2 separate regions of the Triticum aestivum genome follow, and region 2 is linked to region 1. The links are chromatin contacts, called in public Hi-C maps. All regions are on one chromosome and are shown on one strand. Each heading gives the region's core, a stretch centred on a gene start, on an enhancer-like site or on the middle of the called end of the contact. The rest is flanking DNA. Distances are from core to core; before and after follow the strand shown.

Region 1 (6,307 bases), core at 1,724-4,223:
TTCTCGCAATCTCGGCGGCAGTATTGGTACATGTTTTCCTGCAGATGTTCAGGGTCACGGCGAGGAACTTGATGCATCGTTGAACTTGGCGTCCGAGGAATCCCGCGTAGTCGTACACGAGTCATAGTCGAACTTGACGGTTCCATTACACGGTTCTTCGGAGACAGTAGTTGTTCTCGGTTCGTAGACGAACTTGACGGATCTGAGGGCTCCGGCCATCGGGGTACTTGACGCAACACCGAGTAGTCGTACGTTTTGAAGAGGAACTTGGCGTCCGAAGGTGTACTTGGCGAACAACGATCATCGTGGAAGTAGTGGTACTTAGGCGTTTCGGTCAGCACTCGTTCGGGCATCCTTGGTCTTGCCGGTGGTGTGGGTCTCCTTGGGTCAAACAAGATGTGCAAGGCCAGATTGGCGACGGGGACTTGAAGCACGGTTCCTGCAGCGCTGGTAACGGCGAAGACGAGCGGATCCTGGTCGGCCGGCGTCGGATCCGGGCAAACGGCGGCGCGAACGGAGCCCGAGGGCGGAGGAGCTTGAGCGCGGGACGGCGGCCTGGTGGCGTTGGCGCTCCTGCAACAGTTCACGTGAAGGAAGAGCGACGGGGAGGCATGGGCGAGGAGGTGGACGCCGGCAGCGTCAGCTCCGTGGCAGGAGGCCAGGGCCATGGACGGCGAAGCAGCACGGCGGCACGCTCGTGGCAGGCTTCTGCAGCCACAGAAGAGGACGAGGCAGGGGCGTAGAGCTCCCATAGGTGGGCGCTGGTCGTGGTCGCCGGCGATGGAGGCGGAGCAGAGGAGGCGGTCGAGGCCGGCGCTGGTCGGCGCTGCGGCGGCGTCCTGCTGGTGGCCGGCGACGTGGACATGGGGCGGCGGAGCCGCAAGTGAAGAAGCAAAGGCACAAGGAGGACCATGGCGACACGGGCGACGAAGCAGCAGCGGCGTTGGCGCCGAGCCATGCAGCGGGGAGGCGAGGAGGTGAAGAGGGATCGAGAGGGAGAGGCTGCGGGAGGAAGATGGGATAGAGGGAGATGGTGGTTCGGGCGCTGCGGGAGAGAGAGGGTGAGATCAAGAGGGAGTGGCTGCGCAAGGAAGGAGAGCAGGGTGCGGGCTAGGTTAGAGGGTTAGGTGGGCCGGGGGAGTGGGCCTTGGAGCCGTCTAGGTTTAGGTGCAGCTGGGCCTAAATGGCCTGCTGGGCTCCCTTCTCTCCCTCTCTTGATTTCTAAAAACAGAAAAAAAAAACAAAGAAGGAAAAAGGAGAAGAAAGGAGGTATTGGGGAAGAAGTAGGACACGCGTATAAATTTCCGGACCCACAAAACTGAGCTGGAACCAAGAAGATAGAAGTTGGCGTGAATGCAAGATTTAAATTCGAACTCATTTGAATATCATTCAAATGGGTTTGAATTGGGGCTAGGTTTTAGAAGTGCTCAAAAAATGTTGAGATTAAAGAAAAGAGCCTCGATAAATAGGAAAAGAATTTGGCAAAGTTAGAGAGTCCAAACTTGAGGCAGGAAAGGAAGGGATTTAATATGCCCGTGTGTTGCGGTAAATTCCAAACTAATGGAATATTTTATATAGCTCCCTAAATATTGGGAGGGTATGTTTTAAAGAGAAAACACCATGTGAGTTCTTTCGATTTAAATAGATCAACGATCTATGCAATTTATTTAGTTGAGATGCAAAAGTTTTATGACATGATGCAATGCACATGATACAAAGATGAATGCAACAAACCGACAACTCACACGATGAAAACCCGAAAACTCTGAAAGGCATCTGAAGCTCCGGCCTTAGGGCGTCACACGGGTGAGGGTAGCCTGTGTGGCCATGTGGAAAGTGAGTCACTATCGCGAGCAACTGCATAAAACGAAGCCGATCGACCAACTCGGAACATTTTTTACAAGGAGTGCAAGACTAGCTCCTCTTCTTGGGGTTTGCGTGCGAAGCAGATGTTTTTATTTATTTGAGGGAATGTGCGAAGTAGATTTTTTTTTGAGGGAGCGTGCGAAGCAAATCATGAGATATGGGTCGTGCCACCTTATGGTTGATTGTCTTGTGCTAAAGTGGTTCCAATTCTTATGACTGCATGACGTGGTTGTGCTATCACTTAAATTTGGGATCCCAATCGACGACCGTTCTAGGGGATGATGGCAAGCGCGACCCCAGGATGACAATTTTTGTGGCTGGGGATGGCTTTTTCAAAACTGTCATGGCATTTTGTTTAAATTGTGGGATGTTCTAGGCAGAAACTACCACTCTGACAGCTCTGGGGCTTTTGCCAGGATTTGATACGGCGAACATCCATCAGATAACATTACGGTAAATTTGTTATTAAGAACTACTTCCTCCATTCGTTTTTATAAAACGGTTTAGACAGCTAGTTTTAAACTGTTTAGAGCTGAGCGGGCTTAAATGCCTTATACTCCGTATAAGTGAAGCAGAGGTAGTAGTAGTGGAGTACTCCCTCCGTTCCAAAATATAGCGCGTCCTTGGTTTCCGTGCTTCAACTTTGACCATTAATTTAATCAACAAGACCGACTGCGGCGGACGAAAAAATTATACCAATGAATTCGTATTCAAAAAAAGTTTTTAATTATATAATTTTTGATCCCGCCGCAGTCGGTCTCGTGGGTTAAATTTATGGTCAAAGTTGAACCTCGAAAAGCGTTGGGCGCGCTATATTTTGGAACGGAGGGAGTATGAGTTGCTGTCACTTTGGAGTACGGGTTTGATGTGGCTTGAGAGCCTCCCCAATATATGACCAGTCTCGTGGTTGACGTTTAGCGTGACATATAAAAGGGTTGCCATTGCCAGTTTGCCACTTCGGCTTGTGCTTGTGAACCCTGTGGCGTCAGTCTGCTCCAGACAATAAATAAAAGTGAAAGGGCATTATGGTCCAAGGGCATCGCCGTAAATACCTCTGCAAGCTTGGCTTGCCATCAGAATAAATGCAAGCCAGCCTCGCCCGAACTCCTCGAGCCACCCAAACTCTCGAGAAAAAACAGACGCCAAGAGCGGAAAGAAACGACCTCCTTCCTTCCTTCCCCAGCCATCTCCTCCTCTCCTGCCTGCGCGTGCGCATTTTCACACTAAACCCCCAATCCAACCTGCCGCGGCTCGTCGCAGATCGGCAGAGCAGTCCACCGCCTCCGCGGAGGTGTGTTCTCGCCCCGAATCCCGGTTTCTTCATCTCCCTCCTCCTTCTTCCTTACTGATTCTGCACGCCCAATCCGTAAGCTTTGTTCCCTTTGCTTCTTTGGATCGTCGGTTTTGGCGCGGAGGGTGATGGGTTTGGGGGAGGTTTGGGTTGGACCCAGGGCAGGGAGATGGGAAGGATTTTTAGTCCCTTCAGGATTCATGGGGGGAGAGAGAGAGACGATAATCAGTGGCGGAGCTATGTTGGGGCCAGGGGGGGCTGCTGCCCCCCCAGCCTTGGCTCAATTTCTGAAGAAATTTTTTTAGGGAGACTTTCGTCTAGCTCCGCCACTGACGATAATCTCTCCCGTTATTTCCTGAATTAGGTGCTTGTTCCGCTGGTGGTACTGCTCGGTAGCCGTGGATAGAGCATTTAAACAGTAAGTAATATTTTGGATTTCGAATATCCAATACTGTACTAAGTTTAGTTCCTGTGATGGAGACCCTGAAATTTTATCCGGGGATATTCAGGTCAGATCAGCCTTGCTCCCCCTACATCCACTTGGGGATCTTTTTACCTGCCCCGATTAATAGTATGGTAGATAATTGATACCTTAGAGTCACGTCTAAGTCGGTTGATTGCTAAGGAACGCATTTGCACTCAATAATAGGGGTGAATTCTGATTTGTGGTGTTGGAGATAAGAATAGTGTATCGTCAGTCCTTTGTACCCATGTGCTCTCCATGATCTAGGTCACAGATGACGTGATCATATTGTGCAGAACAAGAGCAAGATGGGTTTCCGCTTTTGGTGATCTAGTGGATGACTTGCACTTGCGATCATTGAACTGGGCTAGCCAACATATTGATCAATTTGTTTCCCAAATTGCTTCGGGATCATTAGATGTGTGAATTTTTACCATGTTTGCGTGTTAACCAAATAGCACAAAGTTGTGTTGGGATTAACGGAGTTTAAAGTTTTATAAAATGTGTTGAATTATTGGGTGCATCCATTTCCCCCATATTTGCATGGTAACCAAAATTCTACGAAGATGCGTTTGGATCAGTGATTTCTAGTTTTTTAAAGCACGATTGCTTATGGATGTTACTAACCACTAAGAGATGTATAACTTCAATTATCAATTGTAACATAGAATCGCTCCTTTTACCCATTTGTCTTACATCCTCTTTGATGCTTTCAGGTGGTGATCATTCTTTTATCAGGAGGTGTACATCTGCTTGGCCTCTGGCAGTAGCTGCAGTTACCAACAGTCGAGAGTTCTCATGGCCAGGTCTCATGAGACGACGAGTAGGAAACCTCCTGGCCTCCGGTTATTCAAAGGTGCCAAGGCTCTAAGAAATTACCAGACGTTCGTCTTGGTCCTTACATTCTTGGCATACACTTGCTTCCATATGACTCGGAAGATAACAAGCATTGTCAAGAGTGAGCTTGATCCCCAGACCAAAGTGGGGTCTGCCTGGGGACGATTGCACACACGCAACAGTCTCAACATTGGTTGGTCTCCATTTAACACCGCTGATGGTTCCACTTTGCTTGGTGAGATAGATGTCGCATTCCTTGCGGTGTATTCTCTTGGGATGTTCTTCGCCGGGCATCTTGGTGACCGCATGGACTTGAGGATTGTTCTAACAATTGGCATGATTAGCACTGCCATATTCACTGCGCTCTTTGGTGCTGGATATTGGCTAAATATTCACAACTTCTACTACTTTCTGGTCTTTCAGATGATTGCTGGCTTATTTCAATCATCTGGATGGCCTTCAGTCGTTGCAGTTGTTGGTAACTGGTTTGGGAAGAGCAAGAGGGGATTGATTATGGGTATATGGAACGCACATACTTCTATTGGAAACATATCCGGTTCGCTGCTTGCTGCATCTCTGCTGAAATTTGGATGGGGGTGGTCATTTGCCATCCCCAGCATCATCATGGCTCTTGCTGGGTTGGTGGTGTTCTTTTTCTTGCCGGTTAGTCCTGATGTAATGGAGATAGATATTGATGATGGGGAGGTAAACTCAGACAAGGATACTGCGAAGGAGCCCCTTTTGGAACCAGGCCAAGAAGTGAAACATAAGGCAATAGGATTCCTGGAGGCATGGAGGATTCCTGGAGTTGCACCGTTTGCTCTCTGCCTCTTCTTCTCCAAGCTGGTTGCATACACCTTCCTGTACTGGCTACCTTTTTACATCAGCCATACACGTAAGTCTTCTTATTCATCTTTCAAATCTGTATAACATTGTTTCCTTTGGTGCTTCGGTAGCGACTCGGATGTCTGTATTTTTTTTTCTGTTATAACCTGAACCATGCTTTAAACTGTTCATTCCTGATAGACCTTTGCTTGTTTCAGCTATTGGCAACGAGTACCTCTCTGATGCGATGGCTGGCAGCTTGTCAACAGTCTTCGATGTTGGAGGTGTGTTGGGAGGAGTCCTTGCCGGTCATATCTCTGATCGCTTAAATGCACGAGCTATCACGGCCGCGAGCTTCATGTACTGTGCCATACCTGCCCTTTTCTTGTACAGAACATATGGAAGCATGTCGATGATGTCGAACATTTGCCTCATGTTCATCACTGGCATGTTTGTCAATGGTCCTTATGCCCTGATCACAACTGCAGTGTCAGCTGACCTTGGCACTCACAGCTCATTGAATGGTAATTCTCGGGCACTGGCCACTGTGACAGCAATCATCGATGGGACCGGGTCGGTTGGTGCCGCAATCGGGCCATTGCTCACAGGATACATCTCAACAGAGAGCTGGAGTGCCGTGTTCACGATGTTGATGGCAGCAGCACTTCTTGCTGGGCTCCTCTTGACACATCTTGTCTGTGCTGAGCTAAGAGGAAAGCTGTCTTCCAATGTGAGCAAGGTTGTCGCCAATGCACAAACTACCTGCTCAGATCAAGTATAAGATTGTAAGTATGGTCTGCTCGCGCTCACGATGTGGTATTATGCATTGGAAACAATTTTTGTAGTTCCATCACCTTCTTGGTCGACATCAGTACGAGTCTGAAATAAGCTGAAGGATGGGGTTTCCGAGTGACTTGCTCCGTACAAACTCCAGGAATGACTAGCAGAGGGTAGAAAAGTTATGTCCAGATTTTTTATTTAGACAAGATGGAGGTGAAAACAGCAAAAGTTTCTGAGCCCACATA
Region 2 (6,307 bases), core at 1,124-3,623, 380 kb before region 1:
AGTTATATTGTACATTGGTTTTTACCTCGTGAAATCCGCCACACCTATAAATTATTCCTGCCTTCGCCACTGCCTAGGGGCGATGGTTTTGCACCCACGTTGCCTCCAAAGTTAATACTCCCTCTGTTTCATTTTACAAGTCTTGTGCGTATACCTAGATTACTAATTTTATCATTCTAATATAAACTATATATATAACATAAAAATTATACCATTTAAAAATAGAACATCTGAAGTTTATATTGTATATTTTTTGTAATATATGACTTGTATTAGGTTGGTCAACTTGACAACCTAGGGGTACGCGTACGCTCTGTAAACTGAGAGAGAGAGGGAGTATTCATGTATGGCTATAACCTACTCCTCCATTCTCTACTAAATGGAAATATAATAATTTTAAGACAGATTATGGAGTGAAGTGGAAAATACATTTTAAAGGTGCAAGCCATCATCTCTCTTCTCTTCAACTGCATGTAGAAAATGAGGAGATCATGTGTGATAAGAGAAGCATTTCTTCTACTTTAAAGTGCATTGGAAAGATAAAAATATTTTTTTGGACAAATTTAGAAAGATAAACGTTCACTTATTTGAAGACAGAAGGAGTATGAAGAAGGAATGCAAGTGGAACAAAGTTGCTACCGTAAGTTCTGCGGCCAAAGAGAATTATGCTTGATGTTTGGTAAGGATAATAAATGGGAAATGATAGTGGTCAGCCCGTTGATAATAGCAGGGCCTCAACCTCCTCAAACCCACGACATGTGTCCTCGCCGGCCCACCAAACTACCTGTCCACTTTGAACCTTAGAGCATCACCAACAAGTCCCCTAAAACTGACTTTAGGTGGTGTCCATATAATTTAGGGAGGTTTATAGGTGAACTGCTTTTACATGTTCCGTAAAATCTGTCCCTAAATTCATTTTTTCCTTTTTTGCTCTCCGCCTCTCAAACAGTAGTGCAGCAAACTCTAGCGATGGCGGAGGCGGGTGGGCATCGGCGGCAAATGGCAAACACCAATGGTTGGTGTAACACCCCTGGTGTCATGCTACAGTAATCCTCTGTGATTAAAGCTGATCGTTTACCTAAACAGTGCTTGATCACCTTCGATTCAAATATCGTTTGAAATTTCAAATTTGAAATGAAATTCAATTTGCAAGTGAGATATGAAGTTGCACCAAAGTTACCGCAAAATAGTTCATCATTTAGCCAAAATTCCATAACATTTAATTGTTAAGGAAAACAACATCACCTAAGCGCTAAGATGGACTGTAGCAATTATTACAATGCAATTTCAGCATTTTAAAATGCTATGTTATTTGTGAAAAATGAAAATGAATTCCTCTAACCTTCAAACTTTTGTGGCACTGCCTAAAAATGTAAACTATTTAATAGGCTAAGTCCCACATTTTTCTTAGCTCTTTTGATTACCCTAAATAGTCATTTTTCTATCTCTGTTTTAAATAAAAGAGGAAACAAAAAAAAGACCACCCCATTGGGCCAACCGACCCAGCTGACCACTAGGTCACCAGGCCGGCCCGCACCGTCGCCTAGCCGACCCACCCCGCTCCCACCTTATCCCCCCCGACTGAAACTCTAACCGCTACCCCCCCCCCCCCCCCACTCACCTCGATCCCCCATGTCTCTCGCTCCATCTCCCCCTCCCCCTGATCTAGATCGGGGGCAGCGAACACCGGCGACCGCGCCGCCGGCGCCCACCTCTGTGCGGCCCCACCGCCGTACTCCTCGCCTCCTCCCCCTCCTTATTTGGACGCCTCGCTGTGGCGCCCCGACGACACCACCCCCCGACAATGCCGCTGCGTGGAGCCCCGACGCCGCCGGACCGCGTCCTCGTCCCCTCCCCGACGGAACTTCCCCGCGTCTTGCCGACGAACCCCTACACCGGGGGTACGACCCCATCTTCCTCTACCCCTTCCCCTACGCTGTCCACGCTGACGCTGCCCCGTACTGCTGCTCGACGCGCTCCCGGCCTCATCCACTCGCATCCATGCTCCGGTGCCGCCCCGCACTGCCCCGCCGCGGCCCTGCCACCTCGCTCGCCCATGCCCAGTGCCACGCCGCTGTGCAGCACCTCCTGCAGCTGCCGCGCTCGCCGGCGGCGGCCCCTTGGCCCGCTGCCGAGCATCGCCTCTCGCCCCATGCACGCCCGCGTGCCCCCTCATCGCCCCGCTCATCGCTTTGACCGCGCCGTGGCCGGCTATCACGCCGCGTGCACGCTCACCACTGGCTACGACCGTTGCCCCGCGCCGGCGGCCGTCCTCACCGGCCCCGCCCACGGCCCCTGCCCGCCGGTCGGCGCCGGGTGCCCCTGCTGCGACCCCTACTGTGCCCCTAGGCGTGCGCCCAGGCAGGCTGGCGCCCGCATCCGCGCCCTTTAGGCCACCTGCCCCATTAGGCCCATTGGGCCTCTGACAATAAGGCCCCACACACCCCTTTTTCGAAACAAAAAGAATTAAGAAAATAATTAAAACTAAAATTAAGTAATTAACTTAATTAATCATGTTAATTAACCTAATTAACTTATTAACTAATTAAACTGTTAATTAGTGTTAGTCAATGACAACCGGACCCACGTGCCAGTTTGACCAGTCAAACGGACTGTTGAGTGATGACATTATGCTGATGTCATGCTGACACAGTAATTTCTTTTACTTTTTAAATTAATTCTGTTAATTTCGGAAATGATTTAAAACTTTGAAAATTCATAGAAATTAATCCGTAACTCCGATGAAAAAGATTTCTACATGAAATTTGCTCAGTACGATGAGACAAATCCGAATATGCAGCACGTTCGTGTGCCACACATCCCTAGCATAGTAAACATGCAACCTTCCCCCTCTGGTTCGTTTGTCCGAAAATGCCTAACTCCGGGGAAACAATCCCGGATGTTCTCCCCCTTCGCCGGTATCGTGTAGTACCGCATTAGATCGCGTCTAGCTCTGCATGTTGTTCTGTTATGCCCCTATTTGCTCTGTATTTACTATTTCTTCCCCCTCTTCTCTCCGATAGACCCCGAGACCGATGTTGATGCCCTTGTGTTCGACTACGTCGACGAGGACACTTCTTCCTTTTCAACAGAGCTTCCAGGCAAGCAAACCCCCCTTGAGCATTCCGATATCGCCCATTTCTTTCCCTCTCATGCTTTCATTAGAACTGCTACTGCTTTCTGTATGATCCTACTCTGATGCATAGCCTGTTTTTGTTACCTGCTTTAATACCTTACCTGCTTATTCTAAACTGCTTAGTATAGGTTGTTATAAATCCATCAGTGACCCCCACCTTGTCCTAGTTGCCCTGCTTTATGTTCAATGACTCGATCAACGTGATCGACGTCCAGGCCCCGACACCGCACATCACCCCCCTAGTTGAACGACTCTGCAGAGTTACTATCGAGTGCCGAGGTGACACCTCATACATCACTCCTGATGAAATCTCTGTAGTGTAGCTATTTGGTCATGGTCATCGAGGGTGATTTCCTCCTTAACCACTTCCGATACGACTCTGTCGTGCAACCCCCTCAAGTGTGAACCTCGAGGGTGGTTCCTCTTATGTTCACCTTGATGATTACATCGAGTGGAATCCATCGAGGGTGGTTCCTTAGGGTTTCCCTTGGTGTTAGACACACATTTACTATGGTTACTATGACTTTACAACTATTACTTGGAAAGGCGGGTCGACCCTGAGGGGTTCCCGCGAGTGATGTGGAGACGGGTTGACCTGGAGGGTACCCGAGAGTTGAACACGAGGCGTGGCCAGGCATTCTTAGCCCTTATCGCAAGTACCTGAGACGGGGCGATGGGGTGACATATTTCGCGAGTCTCTGCTCGTGACCGCACTACCAACGCACTAACTGTTTGGATATTTGATCCGAGTAGGCCTATGGCCTTTTCGCACTGACCACCATGCGGGAATAAGTATGGGCACTCTGCATCGTATGTATCAGTCGAAAGCTCAATGATGTCAGCAATGGAGCGGCGCGTGCTGGGTTGGACTGCATAAGCACCTGCCTTTTTAAGGAGGTTGCCAGGTCTGCTCACCGGCCGCCCTCGCAACATGCAGGATTGCAAAGGGTGATTGGCCCATGACCCCTTCGCATTTAGGATGTAGACCAGCGTGCTGGCCTCTCTATTGAGCCTAGGTAGGACTATGGTGTGTTGATTGGCCGAGGCCGGTCATGACCTGATGGTGTGTCCGGCCGGAGTTAATCGAGCATGGTGGGTAAGTTGGTGCACCCCTGGAGGGAAGAGAACATCTATCGATAGCCTGTCCTACGGTAATGGACGCTCGGAGTTGTATCCCGGTCGATACAACTAGAACTTGATGCTGAGGCATTTAATGGAAATGATGGCCCCAGGATTGTTTCCTCGCAGGGAGTCAAGGAAGTGATCTCTAGGCAATGTTACAACATACTTACTAATATTATACTATGCCACTTTTATCTCTTCTGAATGCTGCAAGATGCTTGGAGCTGCTTGAAGATGCTAGTCTTCGATAGGCTAGGATTTCACCTTCTCTTTTGGCATTCTGCAGTACAGTCCACAGATACAACTCTTTCATTTGATACCAATGCATACTTAGTTGAGATCTGATGTAAGTCTTGCGAGTACTTTGGATGAGTACTCACGGCTCCTTTGCTACCTCTTTTCCCCCATACCCGATTGTTGTGACCAGATGACAGATGGCAGGAGCCAGACGACACCACTGATGAGTGATGACTACTACTACCCCGAGGGTGCCTACTACTACATGACGGCCGTTGACAACCCGGAGTAGTTAGGAGGCTCCCAGGCAGGAGGCCTTGCCTTTTCGATCGTTGTTGCTTTTGTGCTATCCTTCTTAAGGCAGGCTTGTCTAACTTATGTCTGTACTTAGATATTGTTGCTTCCACTGACTCTTGTGTATTTGAGCCCTCGAGGCCCCTGGCTTGTAATATAAAGCTTGTATTATTTTAATTTGTATCTAGAGTTTTGTTGTGATATCTTCCCGTGAGTCCTTGATCTTGATCGTACACATTTGCGTGTATGTTTAGTGTACGGTCAAATCGTGGGCGTCACAAGTTGGTATCAGAGCCGACTGCCTATAGGTAGCTCCCTTTCCAACTCCTTGGCCGAAGTTGAGTCTAGTCACTACAAAACTTTTACTAACATGGCTGTGTGTCTTACGGGCCCACGTCATCATTGGGTGGTATTAGGATCTTTTATTCCTCGCCTTTACTCTGGACTCTGATCTCTCTTCTATTCAGGTTAAATGATTTTTCTAACTCTAACTCTAGGTTCTCGTAACTAATTTCTCCCGGAGAGCCCCTTATTACAGATTATCGCCTGCTGCACCAGAAGATTCCGAAGATACTCTACGATGTTATCTTGAGACTTTGTGCCTATCGCTTTTGAAATTCCCTACCACCGATATATCCTTATGGATAACTACATACAATTGTCATTCATACAATCATTCCTTGTTGCTCTTGTTATTACAAGAAGCCCTAAAATACTCACTGAAAGTGCTACTAATCGACTAGAGGGGGGGGGAGGGGGGTTGAATAGGTGATTTTTATGGAAGTCTTCAAAACATGGAAGTTTCGAAGACAAACAATAGAAATAAACCTATTACCATACAACGGAAAGTAGACTACACTAGGCAAACCATAGTCAAGTATTCAATGAAGTGAAAGCATAATGACTAATAGCAGCTAGGCAGTAAAGATCAGGTAGGAAGATATTGTGAAGCCAATCAGAACAAGTAGTCACTCAGTGAAGACAAAAGGTAATGCAATCATACAATGACTTCACAAGGACCAATAGTAAGTAAAGGGAAGGGAAGGATGAAACCAGTGACTCGTTGAAGACAATGATTTGTTGGACCAGTTCCAGTTGCTGTGACAACTGTACATATGGTTAGGGAGGCTGAGATTCAACTCAGAAGACCTCATCTTCACCTTATTCCCCTTGAGCTAAGGACACTCAGTCCTCGCCCAATCACTCTGGTAAGTCTTCAAGGTAGACTTCCAAACCTTCACAGACTTCGTTCACCGGCGATCCACAATGACTCTTGGATGCTCAGAACGCGACGCCTAACCGGCTGGAGGATTCACAGTCCTCAAGTGTAATAAGTCTTCAGATCACACAGACAGGAAGACTTAAGTGATGCCTAACACTCTTTGGCTCTGGGTGGTTAGGGCTTTATCCTCTCAAGGAATTCTCTCTCAAAGGCTTCGAGGTGGGTTGCTCTCAAACGACAAAAGTCGTGCTTTAACTCTGAGCAGCCAACCGTTTATGGTTGTAGGGGGTGGCCTA

The links. A called contact is a pair of places that touch in the nucleus more often than the background predicts.
Region 2: a contact with region 1 is called in a Hi-C map of leaf, with 7 times the contacts expected there. The contact joins the enhancer-like site here to the promoter of LOC123147318 in region 1. A contact is called at or near these places in 2 of 5 Hi-C or Micro-C datasets (both in leaf).

The regions. Positions count from the first base shown.
Region 1 is chr7A:422,562,076-422,568,382 of IWGSC CS RefSeq v2.1, reverse strand. LOC123147318 (putative glycerol-3-phosphate transporter 1) reads left to right here and starts at 2,973. Exons shown (of 5, transcript XR_006473166.1): 1 at 2,973-3,157; 2 at 4,337-5,352; 3 at 5,501-6,067.
Region 2 is chr7A:422,938,772-422,945,078 of IWGSC CS RefSeq v2.1, reverse strand. No RefSeq gene overlaps it. Among protein-coding and RNA genes, the nearest start is that of LOC123147318, 380 kb to the right of the region's middle. Within about 2 kb of position 2,373, at least 8 of the 8 cell types and tissues checked have an H3K27ac peak or open chromatin away from gene starts, as enhancers often do. A contact at or near this core is called in leaf, where this site is marked.